Linked DNA regions of Hordeum vulgare: region 1 is linked to region 2. A link is a contact called in public Hi-C data. All regions are on one chromosome and are shown on one strand. Each heading gives the region's core, a stretch centred on a gene start, on an enhancer-like site or on the middle of the called end of the contact. The rest is flanking DNA. Distances are from core to core; before and after follow the strand shown.

The links. A called contact is a pair of places that touch in the nucleus more often than the background predicts.
Region 1: a contact with region 2 is called in a Hi-C map of leaf, with 6 times the contacts expected there. The contact joins the enhancer-like site here to the promoter of LOC123401421 in region 2. A contact is called at or near these places in 1 of 6 Hi-C or Micro-C datasets (leaf) and 1 of 1 datasets of contacts at active chromatin or transcription factors (embryo).

Annotation. Positions count from the first base shown.
Region 1 is chr6H:299,022,624-299,028,924 of MorexV3_pseudomolecules_assembly, forward strand. No RefSeq gene overlaps it. Among protein-coding and RNA genes, the nearest start is that of LOC123406600, 480 kb to the left of the region's middle. Within about 2 kb of position 1,633, at least 2 of the 3 cell types and tissues checked have open chromatin away from gene starts, as enhancers often do. A contact at or near this core is called in leaf, where this site is marked.
Region 2 is chr6H:298,316,692-298,323,747 of MorexV3_pseudomolecules_assembly, forward strand. It overlaps LOC123401421 (UDP-N-acetylglucosamine transporter ROCK1), which reads right to left and starts at 5,699. Exons shown (of 7, transcript XM_045095220.1): 1 at 5,313-5,699. The coding sequence starts at 5,437.

The sequences.
Region 1 (6,301 bases), core at 383-2,882, 700 kb after region 2:
TGGTACAAAGATTGTCTTCGTCCAACTCATTTGATTCGGGTTTGGTGTCAGCGTGCACCTCCTCTGCCGCGAAGAGCTCCCACAGTTCCTCTACCACATGCATCTGCACTATTGTTGGACATGTATGATCCTTGCCCCAGCGTTCACCACATTTAAAACGTAGTCCCCGAGAGCGTCTGAAAGAGCGTAACGCTCCGATCTTACTACTCTCTGCTCCCGCTCGCGCTGCCTTTGTGCCCTTATGATCCTCTGATTTGGTTGCAGACGCTGATAGTTTTGCAGTTCCCAACGGAAAAGTTAGAGTGCTGACCCCCATCACGCGTGGCACTGGTGCACGGTTGGGTGCAGCGCACAAGGTGTTCTCCCCATCTGCAACTTCCTCGTGGAGCAGTGCAAGGGAACATGCCGTGTCAAGGTTAGGTGGCCTCTGAATGAGCACCACTACCCGAATATCCGCCCACAGTCCCTCGATGAATTGTGTAAGAAAGAAACACGGGTGTGTCAGTTCAAAGTAAGAGATCATATGATTCATCAAAGTCTCAAAGCGTTCAATGAAATAAGCAACAGATTCAGTCTGACGGATAGCATAAAACTGATGAATGAGAAGTTGGTGTCTGTCACGCCCAAATCGAGTGCAAAGCAGAGCTGTGAATGATTCCCACGCAAGACCAGAGATCTTGCGCCGCACGGATTGCAGCCAAATGGCAGCCAGATCCGAGAAATTCAGGATTGCCATGGGTATCTAGTACGATTCCTGCACGACAAACATTTGAAAATACTACTCTGACAGAGTTTTCAGAGCTGCGGATTCTTGCCAGCGAAGCTGGGAAACGAGATCGGGGATGGAGCTTGCCCCATCACCGCGAGCACTTGTGAAGGAAGTGGAGAGGAATTCGAGGGTAGGGACAAGGTCGTACCTGTGACCGGGGAAACCGCCGGTGACTCCACAGTCACCGTCGGAGGTCCCCTGATATGATGTAACACGTCGTGGCTTGGTTGCCCTTGGATCTCGCATGCGACAAGGGGAGAGGTTGCAAGCGACGCAGATTCGCTGGTGGGCACGGCTTGAAGGTTCCCGACGGAGAGGTCCAACTGAGCGAATCACGCCTTCAACTCTGGCTTCCAGGAGATGAGGGCGTCGATCCATGCGGATTGCGTTGCCACAGCCTTGAGGATGGCCTTGTTGTCGACATCCTGCTTGGCGGCGCGGGCGGCCGCATCGTCGTTCATCTTGTCGAGGTACGCCTTCAGCACCGGATCAATGGTGGCGAAGAAGGCGTCGCACGCGTGCTTTTGGCTGCGGGTTTCCAGTGCGGCAACGGAAGACGGTGGAGACGGTGGGGCGGAGGGTGGTAGGTGGCTAGCTGATACCACGATGTTAGGCACTAGATTGGGATCTAGTATTTCTCTCACAGTTTCATCTCTTGTACATAATGGGGTTACAGAGAGAAGGAAGAAGAAATAAAGTAAAGCCACTGTTGTCGTGCCTTTGCCTGATCCTCATGGATGCCCAACAAGTCGCGTGAGAAAGCTTAAGTACAATTCCACCATTCGGAGCCCACGAACCTGCGGTTGGGTTGCTTGGTCCGAGGTGGCCTTGTGATGACGCGCTTGTGTCCCTAATTGTTGGAAGGGGGTTCCTCCTCTGCCATGTCATCTGCTCGCCCTGACTTAGTGAGGTTGTTGTTTGCTGTAGCCGTCCCTAAGACTCGGTCGCTGAAAGACGTGTAGGAGTCGACCATGGCTGCACGGAGCAGGTCCACCCACTAGCGGCCAGCCGCCATGGCCATGACGAGCATTCCTGCACCAAGCCTCGCCGGTGTTCCCGAGCACCAAGGTACTTCTACTTGTGTGTGTATAAGATTCCTACATGTATTTTTTGTGTTTTTCCAATTAATGCATTGTTATCTCTATGTTAAAACTTAATGGTTTGTCGTGGAATATGACATTTCAGAATGACACCTACTGAACTGAAAATAATCTAGCGACCAATAGTATAATGAATAGTTATTACCGTATCGGTATCACATTGCTCTATGGGTGACTAACACAATAATAAACTAGCAAAATGGAAATCCTTGTTTGGTGTGGGTACCAAGCAGGAGAGTAGTTAACATAGATTGATTATTTGACAGTTGCAGTGTGGCACCACCAGCACATATGATGCAGAGAGTATGTAAAGAGAGAGTAACTCATCAACTGAAGTGAGATACTAATTGCTTTCTTGTGAAAGACGGTCTATTTTGTGGTGTGATATAACTATGATAGCTCTCTGGAGTTTGAATGCCGAAGCCCTAAAAAACCATCAGCGACAGAGTACCTACCATTAAGGAAAAAAGCAAACAAAGGAACAACTCGGGGAATCATAAGCTTATCTTGCTTTTTGAATGTGCATCTCATAACCACAGAAGCTTCTTCTAATTATAGTATGCTTATTTTCGGGAGGTGTTTCTCTGCGAGATATTGTTCTCAAGAAACTACCAAACTATGAATAGAAGAAGTGTTAACAAGGAGCTATTTTGAAACAAGATGAGGAGAGAGCCTCAAGGATTTAAATAGTAAAATAAGAACATGCACGTACATCATTCTGGTTGTTGAATATGATAGTCGTAGCCCGTCAAAAAATATATGATAGCTGATTGATTCTTTGTAAAAGGTGTAGTGACTCTTGAAAAGTTTACCAGGTCTTCCATTTATGTTTTTCAGAAGACAGTCCTAGAGATGTTGCTTTATTTGAATTCTGCTTATTGCGTTTACTTGATTATGTCTCATTTGAGACCTGAATCATCTTCCATGGTTACTAAAAGGTAGCATAGTGGTTGAACCTGATAGTTACCTGAAACCATTGCTTAACATCAAGCCCCCTACTTTTTAATAGGTTTCCACTTTAGGTTACTGAATATATTTTTCTTGCTTGAACTATATCAGCTAGGCAAGTGCTAGAATCGAGGAGCATATGATTTTGCTGCTGCAGTTTTCGTGGTTAGCCTGCTTATCCTTACTGTGTTCTAACTCGGAGGTCGGAGCCAGTTCGCAACCCAATGTTCGAATTTTAATGTTGACGCTGACGATGGACTCAAGCACTCCACCATATTCTTAGTATATGCGGACCGACACCGTTGACGGCTTAGCCAAGCTGCTTTTAAAAGTCATATAACAATTAAGTGCTACATATTTTCATAGATAAATTCGTATGCATTCAAAAAAAAGTAGATAAAATTTGATTTTAATAAGCTAAAATTGAGATTAGAATAGAGAATGGTATACAAAATGTGTAGACAGTATTTGATACATTTACAGAGACAGGTCTGGGCTCGCCGGAGGGCTGTAATGTTGTATGCTTTTGATTGATTAAAATTAACACTTCTGCTCATTCATTATTTACTTTGTACTTGTCAGAAAATATTTATTTTGTACTAATATCATAGCATGTTCAACGGACCCAAGCATAAATGGCCATGGTGCTAGCTGGTAGCACTTGCTAACTAAAGAAGTCTACAAACATTTTATCAAACTAAAAGAGAGTTTCCTACCAACTATTGAGCCTACAAGTTTTAGATCTATGTCTCTAACGCCACTACTCAACTTCATGTCGGTACTTTCCTGTAGAGTATACCTCCATAATTCTCCATCTAAGATAGTACTAAAGTTTGTTCATGATGCTTAGTTTCAGGATATGACAAGCCATCCATATGAGAAATCAAGGGGTTCAAGGCGGATTGAAAAGGAGCTGGAGCAGGTGGTGGATTAAGGATGGAGCTGGAGCAGAGGCGGATTCGAGGGTGCCCCTACATGCGCTAAGAACCAGCAGGAAATTATGAGGCGCTTGTGATCCGGAAGCTGTTGCATTTTCTCCGTCTCTCCATGTAAGCCCTCAACATCACCTCATACCCCCTCCATCCAAATTTAGTAGAGCGAAAGACAATGGTAGCCAACGTCCTCCTCATTCATGACACTTCAATTTTTTGCTTGTTACAGCCCACATCATACACGGTTATGCATTGTGGTGTGCATGCTAAAGTTTAAAATTGCATAAGTGGTTGGGCCAACTGGAAAGAGCATAAATATTGTGTTTTCAGTCACAAGTCTGCTCTCCATTGTCGATAGCTTCAAACTGAATGTGGTGCACATGTGCAAGTCATAAATTTAGTGGAGATGCAAGATGAAAGATGGAGCATGATGCTTCAAATCAGCATAAATTACAAACTTTCTCAGGGAAATCAATACAACAATGCGGTGATAAATATATGTAATTGCATTTTTTTGAGGGAATATTTAGTTGCATTTATAGCATCTGTTTTGAACTGTATTTTATATGTCATTTATATATCATGGTGGAAGACAAAATTTAAATACAAAAGAATAACAATGACCAATGTATGTCTTGCAAGTTCAGATATATATACATTCTTAACTAAAGTACGTACACTACATGTTGTGGAATCATACATCAAATATTCATGATTAATTAAATATTCTGCAAGTTTTGTTTGCCGCTGCTCGATCAAGTAAAGCCAGCTGCTCGCCACTATGTGTGGTTCTCTTGCTATTTCATGGAGTGCAACCGGAAGTGGCACAAGACTTGCTATTTCATGGAGTGCAACCGGAAGTGGCACAAGACTGTAGTTGTGTCGTTGTAAATTTTACTAATGTTGATGTTTTTTTTGAAGATTATAGTATTGTTTACCATTTTGGTCCGCGAGTTATGTACTCGTACTAATTTCTTTTTGTACTCTTTGTAGATAACTTACTTCAGTTCATTGAACGAAACATGTACATTGTTTCCCAGTATATTAGGCATCAATCTATGTCTCATTAGATCTTTGAATTTTTGACGCATATTATATTTGCTGAATTAGTTCACCCATATAACTATGGTTGGATTTACTTATGTTTTGATATTCCACTTTAAATTTTTTGGCACTAGAAGTGTAATACCGAAAAAGGGTTTCCCCCACTTTATATTATAAAGCAACCATCACCGAATAGATACAAGATACTGAACAACGAAAACAACTCACACACCCAAGGCAAGATACAAAGGTGCCTAACACCAAGATACCACACACACCAAGAACAATAGAGATGTGAACCAGACAAAACGAAGACAGGCCTCCAAAGTGAAGATCATGTTTTCACCCGGAGCAAGACGACATGAGGGGGAGCGAGCGATGGAGCCTTGAGGAAGGGTATGACGTCAACGGCCGCCGCCACTATCAGCCAGTCAAAGGACTAGGCAAGTGGTGTATCCGACGCTCACACCCCACCATCGCACCCTAACTCCGTCATCCACCCGCAACCACGCCACTTGCGAGGTCATGGTTGCCCGCCCGCACTTGAGACGCACGCTCCACCCACAAATGTTGCACCTCCAGCCGCTAGGGCCGTCGCCCTGCAACCACACAACCCTGAGACCTACACAAAGGCCCCGGCTTTGGACCAACTGACGGCCCTCGACTGACAGATCCACCCGTCGACGCTCCGCTGGGAGAACTGCGCAGCCCGCCCGCGGGTGAGGAACGAGGGAGAAAGGGGAGCAGACGAACCCGGACTCGCACTCCCCTTGCCGGTGATAGGTGACACGGTCGCATTGAGGCCTCCCATCCCTCCAACCAGCTCCCCGCAGAACACGCCACCATCGAGACGGCATAGCTCTCCCGAGGCTATCCGTAAACGCTCGCCCGTCGACGAGGGAAACCAAATCGACCCGCCGTCGCGGCCAAGGTAGCCCACAGGGAGATCTTCCAGTGCCGAACGTCGTTGTCCAGCTATAAGGGCCCACCTTCATCGCTGCCGCGCTGCTCCCACACCATCGCGCCACGGCGAGAGGGCGGCCCGCGGCCCAGGCCACCCGCAACCCACAACGACCCACAACGATGGGGGCGGATCTGGACGCACCGTTCCATCACCACCCGCCGGCGTGCAGCACCCGGACTGCATCGCCGCCACCCCTGGTAGCAGAGCCCTGGCAAGAGGCCGCCGTCGCAGCCAAGGGCGCCCACTCCCAGCGTCGTGTGCCGACCAGATCTAGGCATCGCTGCCACGCCGTCCCCGCCAGCACGCGCGCACCACCAGCTCGCCGCGTGTCACACACCAGCCCACACCGCCGCCGCACGTTAGCGCCGAAGCCTGCGGCGCCGCCGCGCCCGATGCCGAGCGGCGCAGAAGCGGAATGTATGTGACCTGAATTTATATTTTAGAGTGTATAAAGTGATTCAGAATATTTTGACCCTTTGCGCCCTGAAACTTTTTGTTGTATGGTTCCGTCCTAAAAGAATAGAAGCAATCCTTCCATGGAAGA
Region 2 (7,056 bases), core at 4,449-6,948:
TATACAACATTACGGATCGAATCGCCGTCCTATAGAAGTTGCCTTTCAACTTTTGTAGCACTCTCTTGTCACAGAACACCAGAAGCTTGGCACGACTTCATCCATCCGGCTCTGGATTGGTAACTCACATCTTCATTGATATCACCATCCTTCCGCGACATTGACCACAAATATCAAAAGGTGTCCTTCTGAGGTACCACCTGTCCATCAAGGCTAACTTCCTCCTTATGCTATAGTACTAAAACTGCATCTCATGTACTCGGTTTTAGTTCTACTAAGGCTAAAACTTTCTGTTTCCAAAGTTTCTCTCCATAGCTCTAACTTTCTATTAACCCTCGCCCGACTATCATTGACAAGCACCACATCATCCACAAAGAGCATACACCATGAGATATCTCCTTGGTGTATGCTCATTGCGGATGATGTTCAACGTACATTAAAAAATAGTTCATCCTACATTATAAGAAAAGTTTGGTTTGTATCAAAAGATGTTTATCGTATATTAAACAAAAGTTTGCTATACATTAAAAAAGTTCATAGTATATTATATTAAAAAACGTTAATAGCATAGAAAACTATCAAAAAGGAAAACAACACAAAAAAACCAAAGAGAAAACCAAACCTGAAAAAACAAAACAAAAACAGACCCATAAGGGAAAAGACTACAAAAATTAAAACAAAAAGGAAAAGAAATACATAAAACCAAAACAGGAAAAAAAAACTAAGACGAAAACCACAGCAAAAAGTAAGAGCAACAAACAAAAAGATGCGGACGCGCGCAGCGAAGCCCTGAACTGGGCTAGCCCACTGCGGTTCGCTCCGAGCAAAGCCACAACTAGTTGACGCACACCGGTTTGCCCTTATGAACTCTGCATCTAGGCTTATGATTTCACAGGCGAGGATAACATCTGATCATGAATAAGATCAGACTACTGAGTTAATTATCATTTTATTACCCAATCCCTAAGAAACGCATTGTATTACCCAAACTCTCTCAGGTGCCAAATAACAAAATCTGATGGCATATACTTCCTCCATCCCATAATATAAAAGCGCTTTTGTGGCTACACTAGTGTCAAAAACACTCTTATATTATGGAGTAAATTGCAAAAAATCACCACATTTGGGGACGCTGAAACAGAAAACCACCACGTTTTGTTTTGTTTTTCAAAAAACCACAACGTTTGCGCTGATAGTTTTAAAAAAACACTGATTGAGCGGTTTGGCGCGTCTGAGTGGAAAACTGACCTATTGGGCCCGCTGTCAGGCACCACGTGGACAGGGAGAGACGGCGCCCGTGTCGCGCGCCGTTAGACGGCGTCTTACATGACCTAGTGAGCCGGCCCGACCCAGCCCAACCCGTTCGTCCATTCCCCTCTCTCTCGCCTTTGTCTCTGCCTGCGGCGCATTCGCCATCGCCTCCGCCGCCCATTTGTCACCGCCGGCCGCCACAGCGATGGTGTCCTGGAAGGACGGCGAAACTAGCAGCGAAGACTTTGTGTCCCCCCTCTTCAACTCGCACGCGGATGAAACCGACGTGAGTATCATTTCTCTGTGACTTAGGGTTAGGGTTTTCTTTGATTTGAGCTTAGTTTTCACGGATTTGATTTGGGAATTGAGCATTGCACCTGCACTGTTGCACTATTGTAGATCCCACAGACCAATGTTGACCCGGACTGGTGCGACATTGTTGCCGGAGGACCGATGTGCTGTCACAACGCTCCTGTGCATAGGGCTGTTGTGTTCCAAGGAATCAACACTGGCCGTAGGTTTTATGGATGCGGTAATCAGGTTAGTGGCAGGTCCTCTCTGGTAGATGAAGATTATACAGATCCTTTGTTTGGTGCTTAATTAACTGAATATAGGTTTTTTTGTCTGTTAACTGAATATAGTTGTGTACTTAGTTTTCTGAAGATGTTGTTTTATCTGCTGTTTTCAGGAAAGAATCTGTCAGGTTTAATCAATGCTTATCTGAATGTAGGTGTTAAATGAGCTCAATTAACTGAATATATGTGGCTGTTAACTGAATATAGGTGTTAACTCACTTCTCTGAATGTGTAGTCCTGCTGTTAACTTTGGTGTTGTCTGAATTATTATAGGAAGGTGACAATTGTGGTCTCGTTCAATGGATTGACCCAGAATGGCTAGAACCCATGAAAAATGCACTTCGCAAACTTTGGGATATGTATGAGCAGAGTAGCAAAGAGAATGAAGCTAAAGAAAAGCTCATACTCAAGCTGGGAGAAGAGAAGAAGCTAATCCAAGAGAAGCACCGCAACCACATCAAAGAAACAAGCAATTTTTTTGCAACAATTCACAAGAATGTGATGGGGGAGAATTATCAGAAGATTATGCAGGATGGTGATGTAGAGAATGTTGTTGTGCAAGCCCAGGAAGAGAAGGCTAAACTTGAGAAAGAAAATATTGAGCTTAGGACAGCACTGCAAGTGATTAAGCAGAGCAATGATGAATTTGTTAGGAATTGGAAGCAGCATGTAGCTGATGAAGGTGTTCAACAGATTGAACAGATGACGAAGGAGAAGAAAAGGCTAGAGTATATCATAGCTGATTTTCTTAAGGATGGGGAGGCAAACAAGGTTAAGATGAGGAAAATCAAAGAAATCTGTGATGAGCGAGTAATTACAGCAAGTCTAGTTTAATCTTATTGATGGAATGAAATGTTTAAATTACTGTTGTGATGGACTTTTCTCGACAAAAGGCACCAACCACAATAGCAAGTTCACCGTATCAAGTTGTTAGAGTACGTGATGGGCCTAGGCCCGTTAGTCTTAGGGTTTGCTTAGGGGTCAAGTAAGCCTTACTTGGGAGTCAAGTAAACCTCTCTATATATGGAGAGGAGATGTATCAATCTAAGCAGGCAAGAATTAAGAAGGAAAACCCTTTTCCCTCTTGCCCGGCTGTGGGAAAGGACCCCCACGGCCGGCTCTCTCGCGCCCTCGCAGCTCTCTCTCTCCCGCTCAAACCCTAGCAACCATAACATCTGGTATCATATTTCTCAGGCTCGATCATGTTCACCCCGTCGCCGTCGCTTCCTATCGCCCTCACCCCGGAGGAGATCGCCGGAGCAATCCGCGATCTCACCACCGCCGTCCAAGGGATCTGCCTCTTCCTGGCCGGACCCTACGGACCGCCGCCGGCCGCGCCATCAGTCGCCGCCTACGGGCGGGCGCGGCTGCCGTGGTAGCCGCCGCACCAGGCGGCCTCCGCCGCGATCGCTGGGCCGCGGCAGCCGACGATGCTGCTGTCGTCGCCGCCACTCGACGCCAGGCTGCTGCAGCCACCGCTGCCACTCCCCGTCTCCGGGCCGATCTATACGGCGGCCTGGGCGCCGCCGCACATCCAGTCGCCACCGGCGCCACCCCAACAGTACGGCGGGCCCTCCCGCTTCGCGGTCCCGACGGTGCGCCATTCCACGGGCGGTCCTCCATGGTCACAGCACCGGCGCCGACCCCCGCACGGCCGCCGCCGCCGCCCTCGGTTGCGACCACGTCACCGGTCATCACGTTCCAGCATGGGATGCCCTACGACAGGACTGCGACAACCTCATTCCCAGCAGCGCCACCGCCGTCCCAGGACAATCCCATCCAACAGATCAAGTTCCAGCCGTCGTCGGCACCGCTTCCGGCTTGGATCACTACCCACCACGTGTCGGAGGCGGTGAGGCTGCAGGCTGCTGCGCGCGGCCTCCTAGCGCGTCGGCATGTGCGGGAGATGCATGATTTGCAGCTGCAGCTCCTCCAAGTTGCGCTTCGCGGTGCAACAGACCTCGATCTCGTCCGCTGCGTGGGGGATCTTGGGCATGCGGTTTCCCCCACGGGCGGCGGGCATGCTGTTTTTCCCATGGGCGACGACCTCCAAGTCTGCGACATCGACAGTCAGCCGGCGGGGAGAAGACATGGTGTCGCCGACAGGAGCGCGCCGCGTAGCACCACTGCATTCCGCCGCCGGCCGCCGCGAGGGCTCCCTTGGTCCCGATGGTGCCCTTGGGATCCAGGGGGCTGCAAGCGCACAAGTTCGGCGCGCGGAGGATTCTCGCCTTATCGTTCGGAGTCAAAAATAAAGAGTCGGAGTCTCATTCGGGTTAGCTTATTTCAGGTCAATACAATAGGCCGAGATGTAAAAGGCTTGTTTTTTAGGCGTTAGGGTTGTGTGGGGTTGAATTGTCGTTAGGTTGCAGCTCAAGGACGAGTCCTCGAGCTGCATGTCCAGGTGGGGTGTAGTGTTAGAGTACGTGATGGGCCTGGGCCCTTTAGTCTTAGGGTTTGCTTAGGGGTCAAGTAAGCCTTACTTAGGAGTCAAGTAAACCTCTCTATATATGGAGAGGAGATGTATCAATCTAAGCAGGCAAGAATTAAGAAGGAAAACCCTTTTCCCTCTTGCCCGGCCGTGGGAAAGGACCCCCACGGCCAGCTCTCTCTCTCCCGCTCAAACCCTAGCAACCATAACCCAAGTTCACAATAGCAAGTTCACCATATCAAGTTTACCATAGCTTGCCAACATCACAGCAAGTTATCTTAGTTTGAAAACACCACAGCAAAAGTTTCGCCCAAAATACAGAACAGAGCATGATTAACTTGCTACCACAGCAAGTACAACATAAATAGTCTCTGAACTTGTAAGGCTTCTTCCTGATCCTTGTAGAACCAGATGCACCAGCAGTAGGAGGCCTTGGAGGAGCAAATGAAGATCTTGATGCATTGGATCCTGCTCTTGAAGCAGCTAAGGCAGCACCAGCACGGGCGCCGTCTCCCCCTGTCCACATGGCGCCTGATAGCGGGCCCAACAGGTCAGTTTTCCACTCAGACGCACCAAACCGTTCAATCAGTGTTTTTTGAAAACTATCAGCCCAAACGTGGTGGGTTTTTTAAGAAAAAAACGAAACGTGGTGGTTTTCTGTTTCATCATCTCCAAATATGATGATTTTTTGCAATTTACTCTATATTATGGGACGGAGGGAGTATATCCGTAACACTCAAGTAGCATAATAACAGCCTAAACATAATGGGCATTCTGCTAACCAGATGGAGCCTGAAACAATTGTAAAGCTAGCTATCGCAGAGCGCACAACAATCTGCATCCACCCAACCAGTCGAGACTAGGCTGTTATACCATTCTGTTCAACCCATAAAGGTGATAGTGTCCATTGGTTCTCATCATTACCTAGTCGACAATGTCCCAAATCAAACGGGAACAGCACGAAGGGGCATACAGCGATGGATGCCGGAGTAGTCAAGCATTAGAGACAAGAGAATAAATTTGAGGACGATGTGACATGAAGGTGTGCGGCGTACCCGACGCAGCGCTTGGAGATTAGGGGCTGGGCGCCGTACTGCAGGGTGAGGAGCGTCAGGCAGAGCGCTACCTTACGCCGGCTAGGCGCGGCCGCCGACGGAGATGGCTTGGAAGCCGAACCCATCCGCCCTCGCCGTGCCCGGCTCCGATCGAAACCAAGTTCGGCTGGATTGCCAGTTCACCGAGTCTACTCTAGCCACTGGGGAGGACAACGGCAGGCCGCTGCCTATGCGGCGTAGAGTCGACACGGAACCGCAGTACCGAGGCGAGGTGGGGTGGCAGCACCAGGGGAGGGAGTAGAAGCGAATTTAGAAGCGAGGTCGGGTTTTTGTGGGAGGGGAAAGTTGCGGATCTGGACTTCTTGAGTTCTCAATCTTCCCTCTCCAACAAGGAGCCGGATCCGATCCTCTAACATAAAGAAGGAAAATCACGGTACTACAGTGCTCGTCAAGTGTAAAACGAAGAAAGAATGTTAGGAACTATTAGCATGTTGTTTACTTTTGGTAATTACTGTAACTATAAAAAATCCAAAAATAAATTTATTTCATCATCAACTTGTTTGTATGTAATTATTACTATGAATACACATTAGATCTGTAATTTAAAAATTAATTTAATCCATTTTAGTCTTAATTGTATAAATTCATAGAAAGAACGTTAGGATATTGTAGCTTCTCTAACATCCCTTGTGTATGTTAGATGATCCAGTTCCCTCCAACAAGGTAATAATTGCGTAGCGCTGAAAAAATTGTTACTACTTCCCTTCGTTCTTAAATACTTCATGCATGTGGGTTGCAATGGAAGAAAAACTATCAGGTTATGCAGGTGTGATAGATATAAAGAAGTATGAATCCTATGCAAATATGACATAAGGATTTTTGAAATGTTATTTCACAAAGTATATGTGAGTGATGGCATGATAAGTTAAGGCACTTTTAAAATGTAATTTCAAAAACTAAAAATACAATGTTCATCGCAACTTGATTTGTTAAGGCGTCGCAACAAAATATTTTGTGGCTGAGCAAACTGTTAAACACGGACACCTTTTTATACCCGACGCGAGGGACTAAATAAAATCATAAAACGACCTCTAGAGATTTTCTAATAAAACCTTTATGTAAGCGAAAGTTAATTTTGTTCATTATTTACTGACGTGTTTTAATTTTTGCAAACATTTTCTAAAAGTTGATAGACCTGTTTTTTAAATTCCTAAATATGCTTTGAATATCGGGTCATTTTAAAAAATTATGAAAAAAAATTATTTCATGAAAATTTATTTAAAATCGTGATTTGTTCTATAATACGTGAGCACTTTTTGAACTCATGAACATTTTATGACTTTTCGAATATTTTTTAAGTACCCAAACAGTTTATCATTTTCCTACTTTTAAAAACTCGCAACTTTTAATTTTTTTTGTTCTTTTGAAATCTGGAATTAATTTAGAGAAGAAAAAACCAAAACAGAAATAAAAAAAAGTAAAAAAAATACTAAACAGGGTGCTCTAACCTGTGAAAAACCAAAATAGGAATAAGAAAGTAAAATAAATACAGACACATGGGCCGGCCCATCCGTAAGAGAGGAAAAAAGGAAAAGAAAAAGGGGTGAGAACCAGGGATCGAACCCTGGTCTCTAGAGTGGAGGGTTGAGGCTTTGGCCATCGCGGTAGACACATGTTGGTTGTCTTTAAATATATAACTCACTTGAGAACATACAACGGAGCGACGATTTTTGAAATCCGAAAA